Regions from separate parts of the Mus musculus genome. Here region 2 is linked to region 1. The links are chromatin contacts, called in public HiCAR-type maps. All regions are on one chromosome and are shown on one strand. The core of a region is the stretch at or near the end of the contact, and the rest is flanking DNA. Distances in the headings are between cores, read along the strand shown.

The links. HiCAR-type assays count read pairs that join an accessible place to other places.
Region 2: a HiCAR-type map of embryonic stem cells shows a contact between it and region 1, with 6 times the contacts expected there. The contact joins two enhancer-like sites. A contact is called at or near these places in 13 of 39 promoter capture datasets (the 3T3-L1 cell line, the C10 cell line, the HPC-7 cell line and 7 more), 5 of 15 datasets of contacts at CTCF or cohesin (the NIH/3T3 cell line, embryonic stem cells, pro-B cells and 1 more), 80 of 484 Hi-C or Micro-C datasets (the AML12 cell line, B cells, the BV-2 cell line and 22 more), 17 of 115 datasets of contacts at active chromatin or transcription factors (CD8 T cells, the HPC-7 cell line, bone marrow-derived dendritic cells and 3 more) and 5 of 9 other capture datasets (adipose tissue, embryonic stem cells, embryonic tail and 2 more).

What each region holds. Positions count from the first base shown.
Region 1 is chr6:51,873,268-51,880,373 of GRCm38.p6, reverse strand. It overlaps Skap2 (src family associated phosphoprotein 2), which reads left to right. Exons shown (of 13, transcript NM_018773.2): 10 at 526-603; 11 at 5,787-5,899. Among named protein-coding and RNA genes, the nearest start is that of Skap2, 140 kb to the left of the region's middle. Within about 2 kb of position 4,028, at least 61 of the 459 cell types and tissues checked have an H3K27ac peak or open chromatin away from gene starts, as enhancers often do. A contact at or near this core is called in the HPC-7 cell line, differentiating embryonic stem cells, embryonic stem cells and 2 more, where this site is marked.
Region 2 is chr6:52,027,986-52,035,091 of GRCm38.p6, reverse strand. No RefSeq gene overlaps it. Among named protein-coding and RNA genes, the nearest start is that of Skap2, 19 kb to the right of the region's middle. Within about 2 kb of position 3,636, at least 9 of the 459 cell types and tissues checked have an H3K27ac peak or open chromatin away from gene starts, as enhancers often do. A contact at or near this core is called in the HPC-7 cell line, differentiating embryonic stem cells, embryonic stem cells and 2 more, where this site is marked.

The sequences.
Region 1 (7,106 bases), core at 2,779-5,278:
TCCACAGTAGAATTTGGGGAAATGACCTTTAAGTGTTAGGACTATCTAGCAGCCTCTTGTGAGAGGACTAAGTGAGGAAACCAGCGAGCATGGCTGGGGTTTGATGACTTACAGGTCATCTGCATTTTATGTCAGACGCTGTTTTCTGTGCTGTCTTGATGTTTTAGGAACCATGTATTGTAGTACTCCTGCTATTCAGTATAATATAGCATATCTGTATAAAGTTGGCTGTTACTTTACTAGGTCTAAGGGCTGTCCTGGATTTAAGATTGCTCCAGACAAGTTTCTCTGTACATTTAAAACAAATGTGCAACACAGTAGGGTATATCTTATATTGTATCAGGTCAACGTAAGCCTTGGTGAGGATGTTGTTTGGTTATTAACAAAGGAATATGAATCTTGGGTGTTTTGTGCTCTTAAAGATAATTATTAAGTGCTGTAGACTTTGTCTTGCTCTTTAAGCAGGGTGGGTGCTGTGATTGACATGGGGCCTGTTAATGTGCCACTGACTCTGTTTATTTGCAGAGGAGGAAGAGGACACTGCTTCAGTGAAGATGGACGAGCAAGGGAAGGGAAGTCGGGACAGTGTGCATCACACCTCAGGTAGCACTGGCAAAGTCTATTTTGGTTTTGTTAGAGTCACTTTCTAACCCTCTGAGGATGTTTGCACAGCTCCCTGAAGAAGTTGACTTGTTTGGTCTGTATGTCTTATGCTTGATAAGCTGCTTAGTCCCATTTAGGATGCATGAAAACCACTTGAGAAGGATTTATAAAGTAAGCCAATTTATACAAGGTATTCCTTCCTGAATTACTTTGTAATGACTCAATTAGCTTTCATTTCTGCACAAAGGAGATTTAGTTGCATAAATTAGCTTATCATCATTGAGGAAGTGTCACTGCTAAAGGACAGTTTATAGATACAACATGCAGTTGCTGTCAAACCTATAAGAATGTAATATAGACATCTGTGTATACTTTGTGCTTGAGCAGAACAGACTTCTGCCATTCAGAGACTAACAGGGGACAACAAGTTGCCCAAGGGACTGGCAATGTAGACATCTCTGAAAAGGTCAACTTGACACAGGCTCTGACAATCGACCCACAGCTCTGTCTTCTTTGATAAAAATCAGATAAACTTAAGACCGCTAATTGATCTGCAGCCTGTTTAAATGTTGGCCATGCATATCTTCATTGCATATGATTAACACAGAAAGCAAATGAATTGGGTAAGAAATGCCAGAGTCCAGTGACAGCAGCTTAAAAATGAGGAAAGGACACTGGTTGCCTAGCAGACTGGGGAAGATATTCTGCACTATCCATTTCCACCTGGCACTGGGCCCCAAGTACTAATTATGTGCACACCATGTACACACACACAATACGGACAACTCTTCTTGCTTGTTGCTATTTCCAAGTAGCACAAGATAAACTATCTGTAGCACAAACATGAAGTTAACTTTGATAAACCAGCATTTATTTTACAGGGAAAGAAGAGATGGGCAGCCTTCTTATCAGAACTTTACACCTCTTCACAGCCATATGTCAGCTGGGGTGAGGTCTGCCCTGTCACCCCCAGGTCCTGTAAAGAGCTGGAGCTAGGGTCACCTTCCTCTCTCTGATATGTCCATACATCACTCTTTTGAGTTGTCAGAAGCAGGGTGGACAAGCAGTGCGTGTTCAGGAAGTAGCTTTCCTGGGGCCTTCCTACTGTGACATATGGGAAGGAAGCGGGCCTGACTCTAGACCTGGACAGGAAGGCAGGAGCAGGTTGCTGTAGAAGGTTTGGGTTTGCCTTTTTTTTTTTTCCTTGACAGAAAGGAAACAAGACAAAGTCATTAGTTGTTAGCCCTCTTGCCCTATAAAATAGAGTTGTAAAACATGGCAGCAAGCAAAGCCCAGGCACTCTATGCTTGATAGTAAATTAGGTATCTGTTTTTAAAGTTCTGAATCATGATGCTTCTGCCAAGAGCATGCATGTTTCTTTGTAAAATGTCTATGCAGGTAGAGAGGGTAGAAACAGATAGTAGATAGACCTTCCACAGGCACAAGTGAGCATGCCTCAAATGTTTGCCTTTGAGGGTAGGGGGAAAAGAGTTTTTCTCAAAGGAATCCAGTAAGTTGATGAGCTTTTCATGCCATAGCCACAAGATACTGCAATGTCTGTCTCTTGTGCCACAGAGCTCTTTCAAGCCATCATTCAATGCCTTCGCAAAGCAAGCCGTCAGGGACTCTGTGCTTGCCACTAGGAGCACTGAGCTGACAAGAGTGTTGCTTTCTGCCTAGCATCTCATCTTGTGAACTTCTAACCTCGCTCAAGAATTTGATGTATATTTTTTACATTGACTAATTTTGCAGGAAGAGACTCAGTGTTGCAATGTAAAATCTAAAGGTAAAGCTGAGTTCATCTTGTCTCCTACAAGTCGCTTCACATTCACTCATCTTACAAAGGTCATGTATATTTATAGGTATATAGATGGGCCCGCTTGATGTTTTTAACAATATAAAAATCTGCTGTCCTTTCTAAAACACTTTTCAGGCTTGCAGTACTTAGGGAAAGGGTCTCTGGTGTCGGCATCATGCTTCATTCATTGTCAACATGCCTTTTATAATCTTGTGTTTGTGGACTATCTGGCGGTTACTTGCTTAATTTGTACTTTGGTAACAATCCTGTTAGCTTTGCCAAATATGTATTTTTATAAAAATTTAAAAGCTCATTGTGTACATTTTTCAAAGGCTAGCTAACTTTCCTTTTTAAACCTTCTTTCAAAAGTAATTCATGCCCCTCAGGACAGCACACATAGCAAGGTGACATTTTGTGTGTAATTTTCAAAATATTGACTGTGGTATAGATAGAATGGTGTTAACATGCCGAGTAAAGACAGCGAAACCACATTATCTGTGCTTGTGAGTGTTCCATAGTCTACAGAATGCCTGCCTTTCTTGGGGCCAGGGATGGTTCTCAGCAGGAAGGCATTCTGACTAGCCTACTCGAGGCTCTGCATCTGCTATCCCTGTGCCACAAAGCAAAGCAAAGTCATGTCCTGTGGGTTATCTCCCCGAGCACAGGCAAAGACTGCTAGTGTTTGTGAGCCTTCTGTGCTTTCAAAGCTGTTTTTGTACATGAGTTTTGTCTATGTGTGTTTAGAGCCACTCCATTTTAGAGATAAGCTATAGGAGCTTCCTGCTTTCCACAAATAAGATCACTCCTGATTCTTTTTGTCTGGCATGCTTTCCGGGGAGGCAGCTAGCACACACACTGCTGGCCTTCCCCTCACTGTAGATGCCCGCTCTTCACTTAGAACGCCAGTCATAGACGCACAGATGGCACACAGAGTGCTCCTCAGCGGTGCTCACTGTCCATGGGACCGACCGTCCGTCATTTTTTGGACTCCATCATCATCAAGATTACAGGAGGCACAGTTGAAAATGTGTCTTTCCCCGGCTCTGCTGAATCCCTGGCTCTTCCCTGACTTCCTTGCAGCAGTGAGGTTTAATGGAATGCCCCTGATGCACATCTAGGGAGAGATGCATCTTGTACACCGTGGGGGTCTCTCCCCTTGCTGCTCCTGTAACTCCCATTAGTGTTAATGGGAGTCTCTCCAAGTGTATCCAGGGAAAGAGAAACCAAAGTGGTAAGAATGTGTATTTAAAATCACTGGATACTTGGGGTTTTTTGTCCTTTCTTTCCTCCCCCTACTTAAAAAAAAAAAAAACAAAAAACAAAACAAAAAACAAACAAAAAACATGTTAATTGAAAAGTACTGTGAGAAGGTCTGAACCAGAGGAGGGCCCGGACAGCTGGGACCTGGGATCCCACAGCTCCACCAAAAACTTTGACCTCAGTTTTTCAGCCAAAGTTTGTTTCTTCCACGTCTTCGGACCAAGCCTAAGGCCTGAGCAGCGTGGGGAACAAGTTGGGGGGTGGGGGAAGGGCTACTGGGGAAACTAGCTATTTAGACCTTCTTTGACTTGGCTAGAACTGTGTGGCAGGCCTCACGTGTGAGATGATGTCATCCTGTCTGCTCTAACTCCTTGACTTTCAAGCTGACACTGAGAGACCACATGGGGTGCAACATTTGACCCAATTAGCAGTTGATTTAATCTGACAGGAATGTTTCAATTCTAAATCTCTATTTGTCTAAATAAGTGGTTTTTAAAGGAAATCAGTCACTTTATTATTAAGTGATTTTTAAAAAAAAAAAAAAAGAAAGAAAGAAATGGTCAATGCTTGGAGGTATCTGGCCAGCTGGAGTGCCCTCTAGTGTCTGTTTACAGAATGTATTTAATATATGCCTGGGGGCTGGGGGAGGATGTGATAGGGGTGGCCACAAGCACTATTAGCTCCTGGTTGGATTCTGGGGCTTGCACATGCCCCTGCTGGTTTTAGTGCTCTGAGCCCAAGTGCTACTACAGTGGAGAGGCCAATACAGGGTCGGTCTCTCTCTCTCTCTCTCTCTCCCTCTCCCTCCCTCCCTCTCCCCCCTCCCTCTCTCCCTTCCTCCCTCCTTCTTCCTCCTCCTCCTCCCCTCCCCCAATCCTATCATGCCGCTCCTATTGTCCCTCTCTTTCCATCCTAAAAAATAAAAATTAACAGAGGATTCTGTTAGGTTGTATTTTCTAGTCCTTGTTTATTTTCTCACAAATTTAAGTGAAACGGTGCATCCCACAAATACTTAGATTCCATGTTATTCAGATTCTCCTTTTTAAAAAATGTTAAAGACATTAAGGAGAATTTAAATCTCCTAATAAATTAATACTTTGTGGAGATCAACACTATGCTGACTGTACTAATGTGGCCGTTTGTATTGAGGTTGCCAAGACGCCTCTTGTTTAAAAGTGAGATGACAAGCCTGATCCAGCATCCATGTCCACGTTATCCCGTGGATTCAAAGCTGACATTGCAGCGATGGAAGCTGTCAGCACATCTGTGTTCCGCCTGGCTAGTGAATACACGGGCATTTTGTGTCTTATTGATATAACTTGCAGTCTTTTTTCCTTAACTCATCAGAACTCAATTATCACGAAATTAAAAACAGGAAACAGTTCTCTTGTGTAACAAAAGCATCCAGCGTATTTAACTGTGTGCTGTGTTTTAGGAGCCACATTGTGTGAGTGACAAAGCATACATTATCCAGTTACTGTGGTATTACGGAGCGACGAGCACTAAATAATCAATCAGTTAATGGTGTGTATGGCAGTTTGAGCACTTCACATCCATTGTGCTTATGCCAGGAGAAGGATGAACTGATAACGCCACTGTGGGAGCCTAATGTCCTAGACCTGACGAACAAAAGTCTGCATTAGCAATTTCACAGCTGCAAAAGTATTTTAGAGACAACTTTGAGAGACTTTGGATACAAATGCTTTATATTTGAGTATTAAAGTATGCTATTATTATTATGCTCTTATCAAGTGTTCTAAACTCCATGAAATTGTTACTTCAGATATGTCCAATCTGTCCCTTAGATATTCTGATGGTACAGTAAGACCAGTTGCTCTTTAAACACATAGCGAGTGAGCTTAGGACTTTCCATTAAAAATGAGCAGAAGCACCTTGCTATTTGAGAATGTAATTGCTACAGGTTATAGATTACAGATAGAAGTGGAGGGGGCCATGAAAAACCAAACCTTCTGAAACAATCTTCATGAGCATGCTCAGGAGTAGTTGCAGGTTCACTAAGATGTACCATGATCCAGGCCAGGGCTTCTTTCTTGGCAATCTAAAATGGTTCTTTAATTTCTTTTGATTCAAGCCTTAACCCCAAGTCTCTCTCTCTTTTTCCTAGGAGATAAAAGCACTGATTACGCTAATTTTTACCAGGGTCTGTGGGACTGCACTGGAGCTCTGTCTGATGAGTTGTCCTTTAAGCGTGGTGATGTGATTTACATTCTTAGCAAGGTAAGAAAGTTACCCCCCACCCCACCCCACAAATGACAGCTGTCAACGGGAAATACACAGCTCAGTTCTCCTGCATTTAAATTTACAACACAAGGGAAAAATGCCAGTTGGAATTCTTCTAGGTCCTAGTTAACAATTGGAAGTTCACAATAATTAATTATTTTGTCAAGTGAACTATAATCAGAATTTAAACACAATCAGATAACAGGATTCAACTTAGCCGTGTGTTTACCTGTCACTCTAGCCCTTGGCAGGCATCCACCTACTGCCTTATCCAGAAACAATATACTTATGTGAAAGTTAACATTGTAAGGTATTAGGTTATTAATTATGTTTTTCTTGCTTCTTCCTCCTTATTCTTCTGTGTGCTTATTCTGAGTTTGCCTGCCATTCTCCAGTAGAAACATTGTGTTTATAAAAAAAGGTTTTCATCTTTGTGTAAACACATTGGGTGTTCCAACAATTTAAAGGCTCTATATTCAGACAAGTTGAGGTAATTTTTTAAAGTTTAACACACTATATTTGTAATTGCAGTACCAAAGTATATTGCCACAAACTCATCTTTATGTACATGAGAATCGTGTCTTTGCTTTTTAAGACACTGCACTGTAGAACCTGTCTGCTCCAGACATCAGTTTCTGATGCAGTGTTGGAACTCTCTTAATTTTCACTCTGAAGTTTTTCCTACTGTACTATAGGGATTTTTAAAAATGTTTTTAAGCTTATCTTAGCACCAAATCATGAATGAAAATGACTTAAATATAAGCAGGGAAATGTTATATAGGTCATAAGTCTAACACTTTATAACCCTAAAATTATTGAGCTGAGAAATATTTTGGATATTTCAGAAAGATGATATGTGTTATTAGATACAAAGAGAATTTGAAAATAATGTCACATTTTGGATTTTAATGTTGGTTGGCTGGCACTGAAAATCTTGACCCAGCTGGTCACAGAATCTTAGAGTGGGCATCTTAATGAAGATTGTCTATTCTTGGTGCAGATAGAGTACATGAGCTAGCTATATTATCTTGACTCCTAGAGTAGTTCATTTCTGTCCCTTCTGCTTAATCCCATCCCATCCCATCCCATCCCATCCCATATAAAGCATGTACAATACCAGGACACATTCTAGACATCAGGAATCCTAAAGAATAATACATAAGCACTTGGAGATTAGTAGGAGAAGTGCGAGAAGGAATATTTA
Region 2 (7,106 bases), core at 2,387-4,886, 160 kb before region 1:
AGTTGGTCAGGAATTGAAATCAATGGAGCTGAGCGAGAGGCATGCATCCGCCTACACACGGAAGCAATCACCTCAGGCTGAGTATTAGATAACGGCGGAATATACTGCAAAGCCTTCTACCCCTCTCCTACCACCCAACGTCTATAAGGTCAATGAGAGAACACCAAAGGCTTTTACCTAGAAATCACCTAGTACCTTGCATTATGGAGGTTTTTTAGTGGATATTTTCAAAATTAGAACTATTTCAAGCTTGATCCCCCTCCCTCCCTTTTCCTTCCCCTCCCTCCCTATTGTTCTTTCTCCCCTGCTGGCTGGCATACAGACATTGTAGGAAAGCCATCTGAGGACACTAGAAAGGAGGTGGGATAAAATGTTAGGAGCTTGGGGTACATCAGAGTGAACCCATCGTATCATCCCCGTGGGGGCCTGTACCTGGACTGTAACACCAGAGAGAAATAATTGTAATCTTATTTGTCAGTATGTTGGATCTTGTGCAGTTGAACCTATATATTGACCAATATGGGTTAAAATATGTCATGGACTAGTAAAGTTGATTAAAATGAGTTTGAGAAAGAAAAAAAAAATCCTTAGGATTCCACCAAGCTAGCAACTATCTTCAAATTTACATATTATCTTCTGTGCCTTGCCCACATATATATGTATGTGTACACACACACACACACACACACACACACCATTGAACACTCTCTTCTAGACTTAATTGCATGTGTGGTATGTTCTTTTAAGAATTTTAACTTAATTTTATGTAATTTTAACCTAATTCTTAATTTCCTTCTTCTGGGTTTATCCAGCACACATAGACACAAATATGAATGTAGATTCCTACTCTCCCCGCCCCCTATCTCTTTTCACTTCTATTTTAAGAAGCACTGGTTTCTGTGTATATTTTCAAAATGCAGTCTTTCATTGTTACCTAAGCTGAATTCAAATTCCCAGACTCAAGCAATCATTCTGCCTTAGCTTCCCAAAATACAGGAACTATGGGAAGGTGCCACCAAGCTTAACTCAAGAATCATCATTTGAATAAATGGCTTTCAGCATATTTTCAACACATAAAACGTGACAGATGATCATTTCTGAGGCTAGGAGGGTGATTATATGTCTGTATGTAGTATGTGTGTGAAGGCGTTTGGGCTCACAGAAATAAAACTCAGATTCAAAATATCTTTACAAATACCTTGTCCATATAGCTAGGCTCTTTTTGACTAGATAGAACCTAAAATACCCCATTTATTCTAGCCTACGTGCTGCCCCGTGGCTGGTTACCTGTGCTCAGGTACCAGGCGTCTGTCTTGTTACATCTTTCTGGCAATCTCCACCTGATTCTATCCCAGACTCCTTTCTCCTCCTGTGTGTCCCACCTCTATTTCCTGCCTAAGCCCTACACCCTAGGATTTTTAATTGTCAGGTGATGCATCCACACAAAACACAAGATATTCTCTCTGCAGTTCCCCTTTTAGTCCAGCAGTTATGTCCAGTTTGATTTTGAGCATGTCGGAAAGAGGATTTCTGGTATTAGGACTGTTTACTTTCCAAGTTGGAGGGTTGTGGAGTGGGGAGAGATAATCAGGGAATATTGGATACTAAAGAATCCCTGCACATATATGTTTGTGTGTTTCATAGTAAATGGATAGAGAGCAATGAGAGCAAGTGTGCACACTTAGAAACTAGTTTCAAGGTCGGCCATTTCAGCTGATGTTGCATAATGTAGCCACTGGGAAGGTTAAAATATAAATACTGATTCCAAAGTCCATATTCCAAAGGCAGGCATGGTGGCTCATGACAGTAATCTCAACACTCAAGGGCTGAGGCTGAAGGTTCCAAGTCAGCCTGGATTATATGGTGTGTTCCAGTCTACCTGGTCTATAGTGTGAGACCTCTTCCAATCCATCCTCCCAAAAAACAACTAAAACAAACAAACCAACAACATGAGAGAATAGAAACGGTTTGTTAAGATCTTTGAACTTTTAGAAGCACTCCTTCTGGACCTAACACGCTGCCAGGATTGGAACCATCTTCTGGGAAGGCAGTCATGTAGGGCGTTGATTTACCCATTTGCTTATTTACTTACTTAACACTGGAGACGGAACCCAGCGTCTCATATGTGCTAAGCAAACCATTCTACCACCGAGCTTCATTTGCAGCAGTGGCTGGGAATTTACTAAAGATGGGCCTTCCTTAAAGGTCTCAGTTCAGGAAGAACACAAAAGAGGGATGTTACGTGGAATATACTTTGAATTCCTGGTGAGAAAACATTGGTCATCAAACACCTTACATCTATTGAGCATGTAAGATGACCTAAATCTTAAATAGCTCCTATATCCTAATAAAATAAAGGCAGAAGTGGGCAGAGCATATGTTGTTATGGTGGAAACAGATGCAAGAAGCTAAAAACACCTGTTCTATTTTAGGCTCCGTTCATTAATAGTTAACATCACACTGCTCATCACTGGCTTCATTCATCAATGAATTTACTATGAATTTGCTATCGGGATGGTAGGTTTGTTATATGGGATGGTGTATAGAGGTAAGGTCACAAGGGGCAGGTCTTTGAAGGCTGTGTCATGTCCCGACACCTTCTGGTTTCTCTTTCTGGCTGTCATGGGTAATAGAAATAGACAGCTTCTCTTCCACATGCATCCACTGTGATGCGCTGCCCAGGTCAGCCCCCATGTACTGTAACCTCTGCCTTGTTCTAGTTTTCTGGTGCTAGGGATTGAGCTGAGGGCTCCACACATGTTGTCCCAGGCAGGCTTTCTGCCCCTTCTTTCCTTCTGTCAGCCATGCTAGGTACTGAGGCAGTAACGAAAGGCTAAGGAGCAGTGTGAGTGTGCCACCTCCTAAACGGACTTGGTGTCTGCTTTCTGCATCCTTTTCTCACAAAGCTTCCAGATCACTCACCCTTAGTATAAATAGTGTCTTCTTAATCATATCCTCTCACTGCTTAAAACAATCACAAGTTCTTTAGCCTTGTCTGCTACTGCTTCTGGGACTTGCCCCAAGTCACCCTCTGCCTCGTTTCATGTTGTCCCTTCATTTACTCTGTGCTTTGGGTAAACTGACTTAGTCTTTATAGCATAGATGCACTCTGACCATTGCTCGTTAACACCCTGCTTACGCTTATCAGTGGGAAGAAATGGTTTCTACTTGAAGGCTCCACAGGATTTTAGCTGAAAATTTCTTATGGCCCATATATATAGTAATATATAATAACTACCTCATAGTGTGACATCTTTGTATCCTTCTCTGCTTAATGTTTGTTGAATGACTACTTAGAAGTCTAATAAGAAGAGCTGGTAGCAAAGGTGGCTTATGCTCATCTGGCAGCTTGGTAATATTTGTTCTAACTATTAGCATGTGCCAGACAAGCACACTTAATTAATTTCCTGTTCAGAGGAGGGTAAAGGGATTATCACTGAGAGAGCATAAACAACTTCTTGAGTTTCCTTTATATGTTTCAGTAACTGCTGTCAGGTGTCAGTGCCATACAGGACATAGTTAAAACCGAGGCCGAGTTGGGTACCAGGCCGTCAGCTTCTCCCCCACTAGGCCTTAAGACAAGGTCAGGCTTGCATCTGCTCACTTGTACCTTAGTGTTCTGTCTCTAGTCCCAGCTCTACCAAGCAAGCTACTTTCTCATTCAAATGCACCAAACTAAAGGCTGAGAAGGAAAGCCCAGGCCCTGCTGGCCTTTTACATATTCGTAGCACGTAGAGGCCCCGCCCATCCCATCTCAAATTTCACTTTCAAAGAATTTTTCAGACTGTTAATCTGGATGTTCTCCAAATAACAGGATTTACGGTAAGCCCTTTAGACACTGACCTAACACTTTCTCTTTCATCCACTGACAACCTTGCAGAAAACTATGAGCATCAGTTGAATAAATTCTTTTCTGGTCCTGTAGGTTTAGGCCTAAAGAATTAGATGTAATGGGAATTTGACAACCTCATTCTATAGCTGTTACAAGAACGGGGTGTAATTTAGTTCGGGAGGAGAACATCCATTTTTCTTGCTCAAAGTTGTCCCTGGACTATAAATCCCCGCCCCAAGCCAGCCTTGAAAAGGCCAAGTGTGAACAGAAGAGGTAACAGCGACAAGGAGGGAGCCTCTTTAAGATGGGAGTGAGAAAGGTGGCCATGGTTTGAAAGCCTCAGGGACATCCAGTGACACTTTGGGCTTTATGAAAGAGCAGGTGACTTTAGCCTCATAAGGCTGCGTGTCCTTTCTGGATCTCTACAGAGTGACTGACATGGTTAGGGTAGGCCATGACTGAGCCTTTCAGAACCAGAACTCTCCAGAAGAGGCTCATTCTTGTCTCCTAAGTAATAACATACAAACCGAGACACCGTAGCTCCTCGCATGTGCCAGAGCTTTTGAAAAGACTGAAGATAAAACATCTCTCCGAATCTCCACAGGGGTCACACTGTTTCCAGACTGCTACGCCTGTTGTTAGTGGAATTATTATTTTTATTAGTCTCCATAGCTGTTGTCTAGTAAGTTCCACTTGAGAAAGAATACCACAGTGATCATATAAATAACTTCTCTTCTATGTCAGAGAACCAATTAGGTGACCAGAATTGTAGCTAATATTTATACTCACTAATTTAATAATATTCCAATCTTTCCTAATATTTCTCTGTAGGCTTCACTCTGGACAAAACTAACTATCCTTAGTATCCACTTCAGCAGCAAATACACTACCAGCTGAATACACTGGCTTCAACTATGTATCAGTGGTTAGATTGCTATGCCACAAAGCACTAAGTTCCAATCCCGTTCTTAGCACACCATGGAGTTACTACTGAGCACCTTTGAACTTATTTCCTGTTTTCAGGCTTCTAAAACTGGGATAGTGAGATCCTGAACTCAAAGGAAGGCTTCAGAACAAATTAGAATAATAACCAATAAATATGCACAGTCTTTTGGCATGTTTCTAACAAGTTATTAGGCACCTTTGTTTGTACCCACGTTTAAGAATATTGGAATTTAAATTAGTACCTACATTTTAAAAGGCATTTTGGAAAGACTTACTATGACTCATAGAAATGTTAGGGAAAGGTACTTCTCACTTTATGCCAGGATTTTTTTGATATAAGATTATTTTATATTCATGTTTTAAATTAAATAAAAATAAAGATGACAGTGCGTAAGTATGTGTATACACTGCCATGGTGTGTGTGTGTGTGTGTGTGTGTGTGTGTGTGTGTGTTTAGGAGCATACCCTCTCCTTCCACCATGTGATAGCTTGGGATGGAACTTAGGTTGTCAGGCTTACCCACTGGGCCATCTCAACAGCCTACATAGTTCAAGTTTAATCCTCTTTCTGGAATGGCAACATCGGGCTGGTGGTGCAGCTCAGTAGAGAGAGCTTATATAGAATTTGTGAAGCCCGGCGCTATGGTAGAGACATATCAAAGGCTTTGGTGTTCTAAAAGCTTCCACAGAGAGACACATAGTCTGTGTGCTTCAGATAAGACATAACAGTTTAAATTAAAAAATCTCTAAGTCACTTTTGAAGCACTTTCAAAAAAATCTGAAGTGATTGTGATGTTGCACTCTGCCTTGTAACGCTGAAGGATGAAGAAGAGTCAGAGAAAAGCCTGCTTCAAAGTCTGCATCCAAAAGATGCCAAGTAACGGTTCTAAGACTTCTACAACAGTCAGAGCCAGAGCCAGAACACTGGGGCGGGGGTGGGGTGGGGGGAATAAGAACATGAAAAGCATCTAAAAATGGTTCAGGCTTTAAAATATGATACTAATAAAATATTTTAACTCTCTCCTTCAATTTTGTCCTCTGAAGATACTTTACACAACAGTACTCTGCTTTGAGTGTCCTGCAAGCCTGATCCATCCTTCACTAAAAATAAAAAAATACTGGTTTCATTTTTAAGTAAAAACTTTGGGGGCTGCAAAGTGGTTTAATGTTTCCAGAGCGCACCTGGTAGAAGGAAAGGACCTACTCTCCTAAAGTTGACCTTTGACCTTCACAAGCACACCATGACATGTAAAACTCCCAATAAGTAAATATATAAAATCTTTGAAATTTCTATTTTAACATTTTTATTTTACATGAACACTGTCTCTGGGGCTGCAGCAATGGCTCAGGGTGGCTTACAACCATTTGTATCTGTGGTTGCATGGGACTCAGCTCCAGGAATATACATGGTGCACATACACACATGCAAGCAAAATACTTACTGATATTATAAAATAATTTTTTTAAAAAAATAAAAAATTAATAACACTCATTAATAGAATTAATAACTATAACAAATGTTATTTAATCGCATTATTTTGCACGATAAGGTTAAATATAAGGAGATTTTATCAAGACTATGATGGCTTAGAGACCCACAGCTGGACAGTGAAAGAGGGACTTCGGAGTGCTCAGCCCTGAATGGATGTCCTCATCACACTCCTCCCCTCACCACACTCCTCCCCTCATCACACTCCTCCCCTCATCACACTCCTCCCCTCATCACACTCCTCCCCTCACCACACTCCTCCCCTCATCACACTCCTCCCCTCATCACACTCCTCCCCTCACCACACTCCTCCCCTCGTCACACTCCTCCCCTCGTCACACTCCTCTCCTTGTCACACTCCTCCCCTCGTCACACTCCTCCCCTCGTCACACTCCTCCCCTCGCCACACTCCTCCCCTCGTCACACTCCTCCCCTCGTCACACTCCTCCCCTCATCACACTCCTCCCCTCATCACACTCCTCCCCTCAAGGCTCAGGGAAAGGGGGGCAGAAAGACTATAAGAGTCAGCATGGTGGATGACTTTAAGGAAATAGCATTTTCCAAGCACAACAGACCTAATGCACCAGGAACACACAGACTGTGACAACATGCACTGGAGCTGCAGAGGTCAAGGCCAGGTCAAATACCACCAATGAGATGGGAAAGTGGCCTATCAGTCCCACCTCTGGCCAAGAAACTATTTGAAAATTGATAGCTGCTGAGAGAGGGGAAAATCAATTTTCTTCAATGGAGTGATAATGGGACTACCAGCCACACTCCTGGGCAGGCTCAGGAGGAGTGAGGAATGGGAAAGAACACGGTAAAATATACTGTGTGAAAT